2 separate regions of the Triticum aestivum genome follow, and region 2 is linked to region 1. A link is a contact called in public Hi-C data. All regions are on one chromosome and are shown on one strand. Each heading gives the region's core, a stretch centred on a gene start, on an enhancer-like site or on the middle of the called end of the contact. The rest is flanking DNA. Distances are from core to core; before and after follow the strand shown. Region 1 holds the start of LOC123062076 (28 kDa heat- and acid-stable phosphoprotein). Region 2 holds the start of LOC123062078 (ATP synthase subunit epsilon, mitochondrial).

Region 1 (5,482 bases), core at 2,876-5,375:
TTGTAGATCGCGCGCGGAAGCGTTCAAGAGAATGGGGTTGATGGAGTCGTACTCGTCGTGATCCAAATCACCGATGACCGAGTGCCGAACGGACGGCACCTCCGCGTTCAACACACGTACGGTTGGGAAGATGTATCCTCCTTCTTGATCCAGCAAGGGGAAGGAGAGGTTGATGGAGATCCAACAGCACGACGACGTGGTGGTGGAAGCAACGGTGTTCTCGGCAGGGCTTCGCCAAGCTCAGCGAGAGGGAGAGGTGTCACGGGAGGGAGAGGGAGGCGCCAGGGGCTAGGGTGCGGCTGCCCTCCCTCCCCCCCATTATATATAGGGCCCCTAGGGGGGGCGCCGGCCCTAGAGATTGGATCTCAAGGGGGGGCGGCCAAGGGGGGGTGGCTTGCCCCCCAAGCCAAGTGGGGCGCCCCCACCCCCAGGGTTTCCAACCCTAGGCGCAGGGGGATGCCCAAGGGGAGCGCACCAGCCCACCAGGGGCTGGTTCCCTTCCCCACTTCAGCCCATGGGGACCTCCGGGATAGTTGGCCCCACCCGGTGGACCCCCGGGACCTTTCCGGTGATCCCGGTACAATACCGGTGACACCCGAAACTTTCCCGATGGCTGAAACTGGACTTCCTATATATAATTCTTCACCTTCGGACCATTCCGGAACTCCTCGTGACGTCCGAGATCTCATCCGGGACTCCGAACAACTTTCGGGTTACCGCATACTAATATCTCTACAACCCTAGCGTTACCGAACCTTAAGTGTGTAGACCCTACGGGTTCGGGAGACACGTAGACATGACTGAGATGACTCTCCGGTCAATAACCAACAGCGGGATCTGGATACCCATGTTGGCTTCCACATGTTCCACGATGATCTCACCGGATGAACCACGATGTCGAGGATTCAATCAATCCTGTATACAATTCCCTTTGTCAATCGGTACGTTACTCGCCCGAGACTCGATCGTCGGTATCCCAATACCTCGTTCAATCTCGTTACCGGCAAGTCACTTTACTCGTACCGTAATGCATGATCCCGTGATCAACCACTTGGTCACATTGAGCTCATTATGATGATGCATTACCGAGTGGGCCCAGAGATACCTCTCCGTCATACGGAGTGACAAATCCCAGTCTCGATTCGTGCCAACCCAACAGACACTTTCGGAGATACCCGTAGTGCACCTTTATAGTCACCCAGTTACGTTGTGACGTTTGGCACACCCAAAGCACTCCTATAGTATCCGGGAGTTGCACAATCTCATGGTCTAAGGAAATGATACTTGACATTCAGAAAAGCTCTAGCAAACGAAGTACACGATCTTTGAGCTATGCTTAGGATTGGGTCTTGTCCATCACATCATTCTCCTAATGATGTGATCCTGTTATCAATGACATCTAATGTCCATAGTCAGGAAACCATGACTATCTTTTGATCAACGAGCTAGTCAACTAGAGGCTCACTAGGGATGTGTTGTGGTCTATGTAATTCACACATGTATTACGATTTCCGGATAACACAATTATAGCATGAACAATAGACAATTATCATGAACAAGGAAATATAATAATAACCATTTTATTATTGCCTCTAGGGCATATTTCCAACAAAGATATTCCATTCCAACCACATAAATCTTGATCTTTAGCCTTCCCCAAGTTGCTTTCCACTCAAATTATCTTTCCACCAAATCATATCCTATGAGAGAGAGAGAGAGAGTTGAGTGTTGGGAAGACTATCATTTGAATCACAAGAGCAAGGAGTTCATCATCAACACACCATTTGTTACCTCTTGGAGAGTGGTGTCTCCTAGATTGGTTAGGTGTCACTTGGAAGCCTCCGTCAAGATTGTGGAGTTGAACCAAGGAGTTTGTAAGGGCAAGGAGATCGCCTACTTCGTGAAGATCTACCCTAGTGAGGCAAGTCCTTCGTGGGCGACGACCATGGTAGGATAGACAAGGTTGCTTCTTCGTGGACCCTTTGTGGGTGGAGCCCTCCGTGGACTCGCGCAACCGTTACCCTTCGTGGGTTGAAGTCTCCGTCAACGTGGATGTACGATAGCACCACCTATCGGAACCACGCCAAAAATCTCCGTGTCTACATTGCGTTTGCTCCCTCCAAACTCCTCCCTTTACCTTCATATGCAATTGTTTTACTTTCCGCTGCTATACTCTTAGAATTGCATGTGTAGGTTGATTGCTTGACTTGTGATAAGTTGCTAAAATCTGCCAAGAATTAAAATTAGGAAAAGGCTAGATTTTTATTTGGTCAAGTAGTCTAATCACCCCCCTCTAGGCATACTTTCGATCCTATACATGGTCTCTCTCTCTCTCTCTCTTCATCCCAAGTGGTGGATTGTGGCCTTCAAGCTCATGGTTCTCCTCTTCCCGAGAAGAAGTTTACTAATCGTCCCATGAACGCACCATGGCTTCTCTGCACACAAACTTGACAAAGGGTCAGAGAGATTTTGTTTTGTTATGTGTGAGAAGGAAGGCCTTGGAGCGGTATATAAGAGGGTTAGGCCGTAGGATTTCACGAGATAAGGATGGTTGAAAAAGATTAAGAAACAAACTAAACGAAATCGATCAAATCTGCACCAAATCGTTGTGTTAGCACGAAAGACAACACACAGTATGAGAACGTGTGGTCTTACCAGCACTCGTACTTCGCGCTTTGCATGCGTTCGAGACTCCCAGAGCGAATGTCGACCAATATAGCTTGTACCCTGGGTCGCACTCCCCTTCGGCATGTGAAAAACAAAAACGTTTTTTTACAGAGGCTTTGAACCCAACGAATGCCAGCCTATGGTCGGAGCTAGATCCAGCAGATCCCTTGGTAGGGTATCTTAGCCAGGTGATTTGGGTTGGATGGTAACAGGAAGTAAGGTTTTAACCAGGTTCAGGCTCTCACGATGGAGATTATACCTACTCCTACCCGTGTATATTGCGATTGGGGTGTGTACAAAGTATAGGTGAATACCAAGGGATTGTAATGTGTCTATCGACGAGCCCGACCCCCAACTTATATAGCATAGCGGCGGTTCTATGGTTATTGTTCCTAGTTGGCTATGTCGGTGGAGGTAGAGTCCTCCACGACCTCGGTATCTCTGGCTTATATATCAACTCTTCTGGAGTCTTCGTATAATCCTCCATGGGTCGCCTAATATGGCCCAAGATGTAACCGACCTATGGAACCTCAGCCTGGCCCACCAGACTAGGAATCTGACATGGTAAGAGGCCCTAGACCGAGACACCGCCACCCTTGAAAGTCATTGCTCACGTCGAACTAGGAGAGGGATCCTCTGACGTACGGTGCCCTGCCGTTGGGCCACTGACATGTGGGCCCGGGTCCACATGTCAGTGGGCCAACGACACGTCAGAGGAGCTGCGTCCGTCGAACTATTGCACGTACGTCATTTCATGGTGCCATCCCTATTACGATGCGAGATTCAGTGAGGCATGTTGCATTGTTGTTCCATCCGTAGACAATTTGATATGTAGTGTCGAACAAGGATAAGAGAAAATGTCATGGCAAGGCTCTTTCTGGTCACCCAAATAGCCCGCAAAGACCAAAACAAGAGAAAGACTTTGTTTTCGAAATTTATCTTCTAGGAAATAATTGTACTTGCAAACTAAATTGGTCACCCTCACGTCAATATAAACTGTCATGGAAAACGTTCAATCCGGCATGCCTAAAAATCCGCCATCGAACTTTTAAGGCTGGTCATAGTGGTAGTATCATAGTTAGTATCATGCATGTCAACTAGGCAATTTTGATGAGGTGTCATGTCATTAAATGAAAAAAGAGAGGGTGGAGTATCATATCATGATACCATATCATAATAAATGTTATACTACTTTGTGTCATGCATGACAATAAATAAAGTAATACATGATACTAATATATGATACTAATATATGATAGTACTATGCATTAGGGAGGTAGTATCATACACTATTATCAGTATATGATACTCGCCATTACAACCAGCCTAACATTTCCGACTTTTTAAGTATTTATTTCATTATTTCATTTCACAAACCTTTTTTTCCTCCCGTAGAGCGGTCGCACCCGGGTCCCACCCCAAAAGCCCCAACCCCCGAATTCCCCAATTGACCATTTCTGCACTGAATCTCATTCCCATCCCAGCCCACCACTGTAAAAAGGCGGCCGTGACAGTAGGGTTTCCCGATTCCCATCCAGCGTACAGACTAGGCGACCCCCGCTTCCCGTCCCCTCTCTCCTCCACACGCCTCGTCCCCTCTCTCCTCGTCCGCCGCCGCCGCCGCCGCCGCCGCCATGGGCAGGGGCAAGTTCAAGGGCAAGCCAACCGGCCGCCGCAACTTCTCCACCCCGGAGGAGATCGGTAACGACCTGAGCCCTCACCCCTCCTCGATTCCGTTCGGTCCCGTCGTAGTCAAATTCAGTGCCAGCTAGTGGGCTTTGTCTGCCGCCGTTGTCCAGGCGACTGCTTGATCTGATGTTGCGGCGAGGAGGCTTTTCTTCTTCTTCTTTCGCTTGGTTGCGGTGTTCCGGTAGGATAAGGGTAGCTCATGGTGACGTCAACATGCTTGGTTTTACTAGGAGGCATGGCTTAACATAAAACGATTTGCTTACAATGATGCTATGGGTTGTCGACGATGGGTTCTTCGTTGATCTATCCCGTGCGTCTTTAGTGTTAACGTTTTTGTTTGGTCTGGATCACTGGCGGAGGCCTCCAGTGGGCAAGCCTCTGGATGCTCATAGACTACACATTTTGCGTATTTCCTCCCTAAGGTTTAGATGCTTTCTCCATCACATGACTGGAGTACTGGACAACTTCATTTGCTTCTTCCCTTGATTTGTTAATGGAGTTTCCATTCATTTTCACTCTTATCAGAGCTTCACAGAAAAAGTTTATTTGTGAAGTTTAAACGCAGTGAGATATCAATAGCACCATGTATTTATCTAGTCTCAGACGAATACGCGTTTTCGAGGCATTATACAAGAGAGATGCTACATTTGAATTTGTTTGCGTACCTCTACAAAACATTTTTTGGGTGCCTTCGTATATATTTGTTTGCACCTCAGTGACTATTGAGTCATTTGTATTTGGCAATTTTACTTTTGCTATTCTTTCGTGTGTAGCTTTGACTTATATTTGATATTTTAAATGCAGCTTCTGGAACTTCAGGGCGTCCACGGTCGTTTAAGAAGGTTTGCACCTTCCGGAATTGAATTAATTTCATCAACATAATATTAGGTTACCTATGCCTTTGTTGTGCTTGTATTATAAACTTCTGATTCTAACATATAGCCACTGAGGTCCTATATTTGCTAATCTGATTGTGTAGTTTTTTTTTCCAATTGTTACAGCCGATTTCATAATCATTTGGGAAAAATACCAAGAGTTTTTGAGTGCATATAGATGAAGTGTTTACGTTTAATGCAAATGTGATCATGATATACTCCTTTCTGATCATCGATTTATATTTTTTAAT
Region 2 (5,102 bases), core at 441-2,940, 330 kb before region 1:
CGGTTTATTTTACTAAGCATCTCCCTAAGCACCTCCCATTGTACAAGGACTAAGCATTCCAAGACCAAACTACATCTACTTTTGCAGTTCCTGGAAGAATATCCACGAATTGCAATAGAAATATAGATAGTTATGTGAAACACGAAATCAGTATTGCTATAGATCACTACTTAGTGTTCACATGCAATCATGCATGCAGCCGAATAAACTCCCTCTGCTTTGCTACCAGCTCTGTATCAACAAATAGAGTAATGACAAATCTTGAGCCATTTGCAGAACTATGAGGTACTGATGCATTGACTCTGAAAAGTGAAAACTACGGGTGCTAATTATTACCACACCAGCCCCTCTATTAGTAGACTTGCACATGCCTTTGCCACATGAGGTTTCTTTATCGTCAGCATGAGTTCACGAATGCTCTAGTGCACGCAGCAGCCACGTGGTGCCACAGATTAAGCTCATGATATTTTCCTTGCATCAGGGGAAAGAAATCTATTGCGAAAAGCTTGCAGAGATTAATCGATAACCATGACTGCATAGAAGTTCAGGTGGGGCTCCTACAGTTAATCTTCAAACAGAGCCACAGTTTCTCCTGGTTTTAAAGGAATATAGATATATTTTTTATCTGGTAAAATTTTGCATAGAACAGAGACGATAAGGACCATCATGTCCGCCCAATCCAGCCTATGCAAGGTCACACTCAGGGTAGGATCCTCGTTATGTATTACTTCATGCATTCATGGTTAATCATCTCTATTTTCCAGCAAATAAGTAATACTAAGTACTAAACTGTAAAACATAATCTTACGATTCTAGCAGCTCCAGGCTATAGGATGAGTTAAAATTCCCAATACATCTCAAGTGAGCTGATACCAGAGTCCTTAGCAGATGACACAACAATCTTGTATATTACACTGACAGCTAACTTTAAGATCATCCTTTTGCGTAGGTCAGTTTTTTCCCCTCCTCACAACACATTTCTACCAACAGGCAAAAAAAGGACGCACACTAGATCTGTGCCATCGTCAACGACGCACAGATTTCTACGCAGGTGTGCAACAGAATCACGCGAAGACGCGCGGCCCAACCAAACATCAGCGCTGATCAGATCGTATTCAATCCAGCAGATCAACCTAGACATGTAAACCGCTAGACCTAGACCAAGATCTACATCCAACAGTACCAAGCCAGATCCACGAACCCTAGGATTCATTCCGTAGCCAGGCAAATCAAACCGGATCGAGGACGCGGGACAGGGACTTGATCGGATCGAGGAACTTACTGGGCTTCTGCTGCTTCTCGTCGGCCCACTTGGAGAGGGAGAAGTGGACCTTCTCGCGGGAGGAGACCTCGGTCTTGAAGGGCTCCTTGAGGCAGCTCCGCACCAGCGCCGCGCAGACGTTGGAGTAGCCGATGTAGGTCATCCCCGCCGCGCGCCAGAAGGGCACCGCCGCCGTCATCGCCGACATCGTCGCCTCCGCTTCCTCTCCTCTGCTTTTTTTTCTCTGCTAGGGTAGAAAGCTTCCTTTCCTCTGCTCGAGCCGCCGCCGCCGATGATAGAGATGGGGAAATGGGCCTTGAGGCCTTTTATCTTCTCGCTGGGCTTCTTTGCTTCTGCCCAAACGGTCGGGAACGAGGCGCAGACGCGAAACCTCCCAGTTCGATTAGTCCCACATCGCTCGCGGAGCTCGGCGGGGCAGGGTCGGACGGGTATAAACTATAAAGCGAGGGGCAGGGCTCCATTCCAATTCATGCTTCCTTCGTTCCAAGTTTCTTGACTTTCATTTTTGACTACTTTCTTCGTCACGGTTCATTGGACCAAACCTTATCTATTGTGGAAGTGCATATAAATTTAATTGTGTCTTTTAGACTGTGACGGAGAAAGTAGATATAAATATCTGTGTCTAGACAAATGGAGGTGGAGGTTAATTAATTTGGAACGAAGGTTAATTAATTTGGAATGGAGGGAGTATTTTTCTCGGCCTTTTCATGTACTAGTATTTGTTTTTATCAGTTTTGTACCCACTCCGTTTTTAAAGCACATTCAATAATGAATTAATGGTATTGAATTGTGTATTGTGTATGTTCATATTTTTGTCTATAAATTTAGTCAAAGTTTATAAAGCTTGACTTTGACCAGCTAAAAGCGCAGGAAGTATATGATATATGAGTCATGTGCTTACAACGATATTAAATTTGTTTTTAGGGAGGGGGTCCATCCCTCACGTGTTCTTTGGATGTTGCACTATTGTCCAGTGGCGCACCCTAACCAAAGCTAATATAATTATCCCAAATACTTCATCGTGCATGTGATTTGGGCGAACCGAGCGGCGGCAAAATTTCGTGTTTTGATCCTTTTCCGAAACCTATTTCAGATTTGACCCTGAGTTAAAAAAAATCGAGATCTAATCTTTTTGCTACCGCCCACAACCCTACCATCAAAGTTTTTGACGGTAGGTACGAGCACGCACTGTGTTTAATATTTAGGCTGGTTTTGGCGGTAAGGCATGCAACCCTACCGTCAAGGTCCTTAGCGATAGGCTGTTATACCCTATCGTCATAGTCCCTACCGGTAGCAAAAGGGTCAGATCTCGAAATTTTTCCAAACTAGGATTAAATCTCAAATAGGTTTGGAAAAATGGTCAAAACATGAAATTTAGCCCTGAGCGGCCATAATGATCGCCCGATGCGTGCGGTGCGGCCGTGCCAGGTGTTACCTGGTCGGCGAAGTTTATGCAGCTGGAAATGTCGCTTACCTTATCCACTCGACCGTCCTCCAGCCACTTCCCGGTGAGACGCGTCGCGCTTATCATGCATCCGGCCGTCCATGTCCTCCTGGAGATGCGTGCTGCGCCTGGCAGGGCCTACTCCCCCGGTTCCCTATGCTGCTGGCCGGCTCCTCGTCTTTGCCTGCACACTTGCGCTGCCATGCGACCCATCTATAGGTTGCGGCCTTCTTCAGCTACAAGCTGAAGCCACTGTAACCATTCATGGCAGCAAGCCAAAACCAGATGGTCGGCGCCTCAGGAAGGGATGAGAGATATGTGTAATCTTCAATTCTTACGTGCACTTGTATTGCAGCCGGTGGATCCTATCAATCCAGCTACTTTCCATCGTAGCTAGCTTCTTATGTGCACGTTTCGATCAACCAACTCTTGTATTTGTGTATCTCGGTGGTATTGGCGAAAGCAAATTCACAGTTGGACAACAAGACGATGCTAAGTTGACTAAATGCCTGTTTGTAAATTGATCTATTGTTTACTATTTTTTGTTGGCATCCACAGTAGTTGTGGTTGTACATATAGTAGTCCTAGTTAGCACATGCATGGTCACACAGTTGTACAATGTGGTTCGCATAGTCGCATATGAATTGTCGTGGGAGTTCTCACGCCCTGCCGTGAAGTTGCACACTTTCGTCGGCGCAGTCGCACATGCACAGCAACAGAGTTGCACAATCTAGTCCACATAGTCACACATAAATTATTGTGGGAGGTTCTCACGCCCGGAGGTGGAATTGCACACTCTCGCCCGCATAGTCGCACACACGTGGACACGGAGTTGCACAATCTCGTCCGCATAGTCGCACATGAATTGTCGTGGGAGGTGCTCACGCATGGTCAGGGAGTTGCACACTTTTCTCGGCACAGTCGCACATGCATGGCCACAGAGTTGCACGATCTCATCTGCATAGTCGCACATGAATTATCGTGGGAGGTGCTCACGCCCGGCCGCGGAGTTGCACACTATCATCGGTATAGTCGCACACGCATGGCCACAGTTGCACAATCTCGTGCGCATAGTCGCACATAAATTGTCGTGGGAGGTGCTCGCGCACGGCCGCGGGGTTGCACACTCTCGTTGGCACAGTCACACATGCATGGACACAGAGTTGCACAATCTCATCCGCATAGTCGCACATGAATTGTCGTGGGAGGTGCTCATGCATAGCCGTGGAGTTGCACACTTTTGTCAGCACAGTCGCATATGCATGGCCACAGAGTTGCACAATCTCGTCCGCATAGTCGCACATGAAATGTTGTGGGAGGTGATCATGCCCGACAGTGGAGTTGCACATTCTCATCGGCATAGTCGCACATGCACGACCATAGAGTTGCACAATCTCGTCTGCATAGTCGTACATAAATTGCCACGGGAGGTGCTCACGCCCGGCCATGGAGTTGCACACTCTTGTCAGCATAGTCGCACATGCATGGCCACAAAGTTGCACAATCTCGTTTGCATAGTCATACATGAATTGTTGTGTGAGGTGATGCCATAAGTGAAAACTGCATGTCCATGGTTAGAGAAAAAAGTTGCACATCGACTGTCAACTAGTTGCACACCAACGACTAAACAGTTGCACCAAACGAAGACTAAGCTGCACACAAAAAATCATCGAAACGTATTCTTGTGGGATCTAGTTTCGAAAAGCACGTTGCGAGGGTTCCAACGGTAAAAACGGATCTTAATTTTGACACGTGGTTTAAAAATTATGACTTTTAAAAAATTTGAAAACTCAAATTAAATGTGTTCACACCTATTAACATGTATGCTTTTGTAATACTTCTTGTTTGCATGGTACCTATAGATTATAATTTTGTATATATATCAATTAGGAGGGACACATTAATTATTTTGATTAGCTTAAGTTTTGACAATAGAGATGTGGCTCACTAAAGCAAGACTAATTTAATTATTTTGTTCAGTTTAAATTACGATGGCTTACGATGGGCTATTAGGTGACTTGGATGCTTATTTTTAGTAAGCCAGGCGAAATTTTTGGACGAGACTGAAAGGCGAGCACTTTCTGCTCTGCATCTGCATGAAAATAGACAAATCTTTCGAGAGAAAATAATACTCTACATGATTCTACCGTGTATTTCAAAAAGGGTTATTTATTGTTTTTGACTGTTATGAAAAATTTGGACGAGACTGGAAGATTCTGGTGAGCTACGCTTAGCATTGTACTTATGGTGGGTGTTTTGTCTGCTACAGAATTTTGTAGATCTATTTCTCCGTTACACTTTAAATACATATCTTTTGCACTAATGGTGTTTAACCAGAAAACGTAGATGGTTAGAGGGACAATAATTCAAGTCCTG

The links. A called contact is a pair of places that touch in the nucleus more often than the background predicts.
Region 2: a contact with region 1 is called in a Hi-C map of leaf, with 4 times the contacts expected there. The contact joins the promoter of LOC123062078 here to the promoter of LOC123062076 in region 1. A contact is called at or near these places in 2 of 5 Hi-C or Micro-C datasets (both in leaf).

Annotation. Positions count from the first base shown.
Region 1 is chr3A:533,037,682-533,043,163 of IWGSC CS RefSeq v2.1, reverse strand. LOC123062076 (28 kDa heat- and acid-stable phosphoprotein) reads left to right here and starts at 4,125. Exons shown (of 8, transcript XM_044485411.1): 1 at 4,125-4,368; 2 at 5,161-5,198. The coding sequence starts at 4,302.
Region 2 is chr3A:533,363,997-533,369,098 of IWGSC CS RefSeq v2.1, reverse strand. It overlaps LOC123062078 (ATP synthase subunit epsilon, mitochondrial), which reads right to left and starts at 1,690. Exons shown (of 2, transcript XM_044485414.1): 1 at 1,283-1,690. The coding sequence starts at 1,469.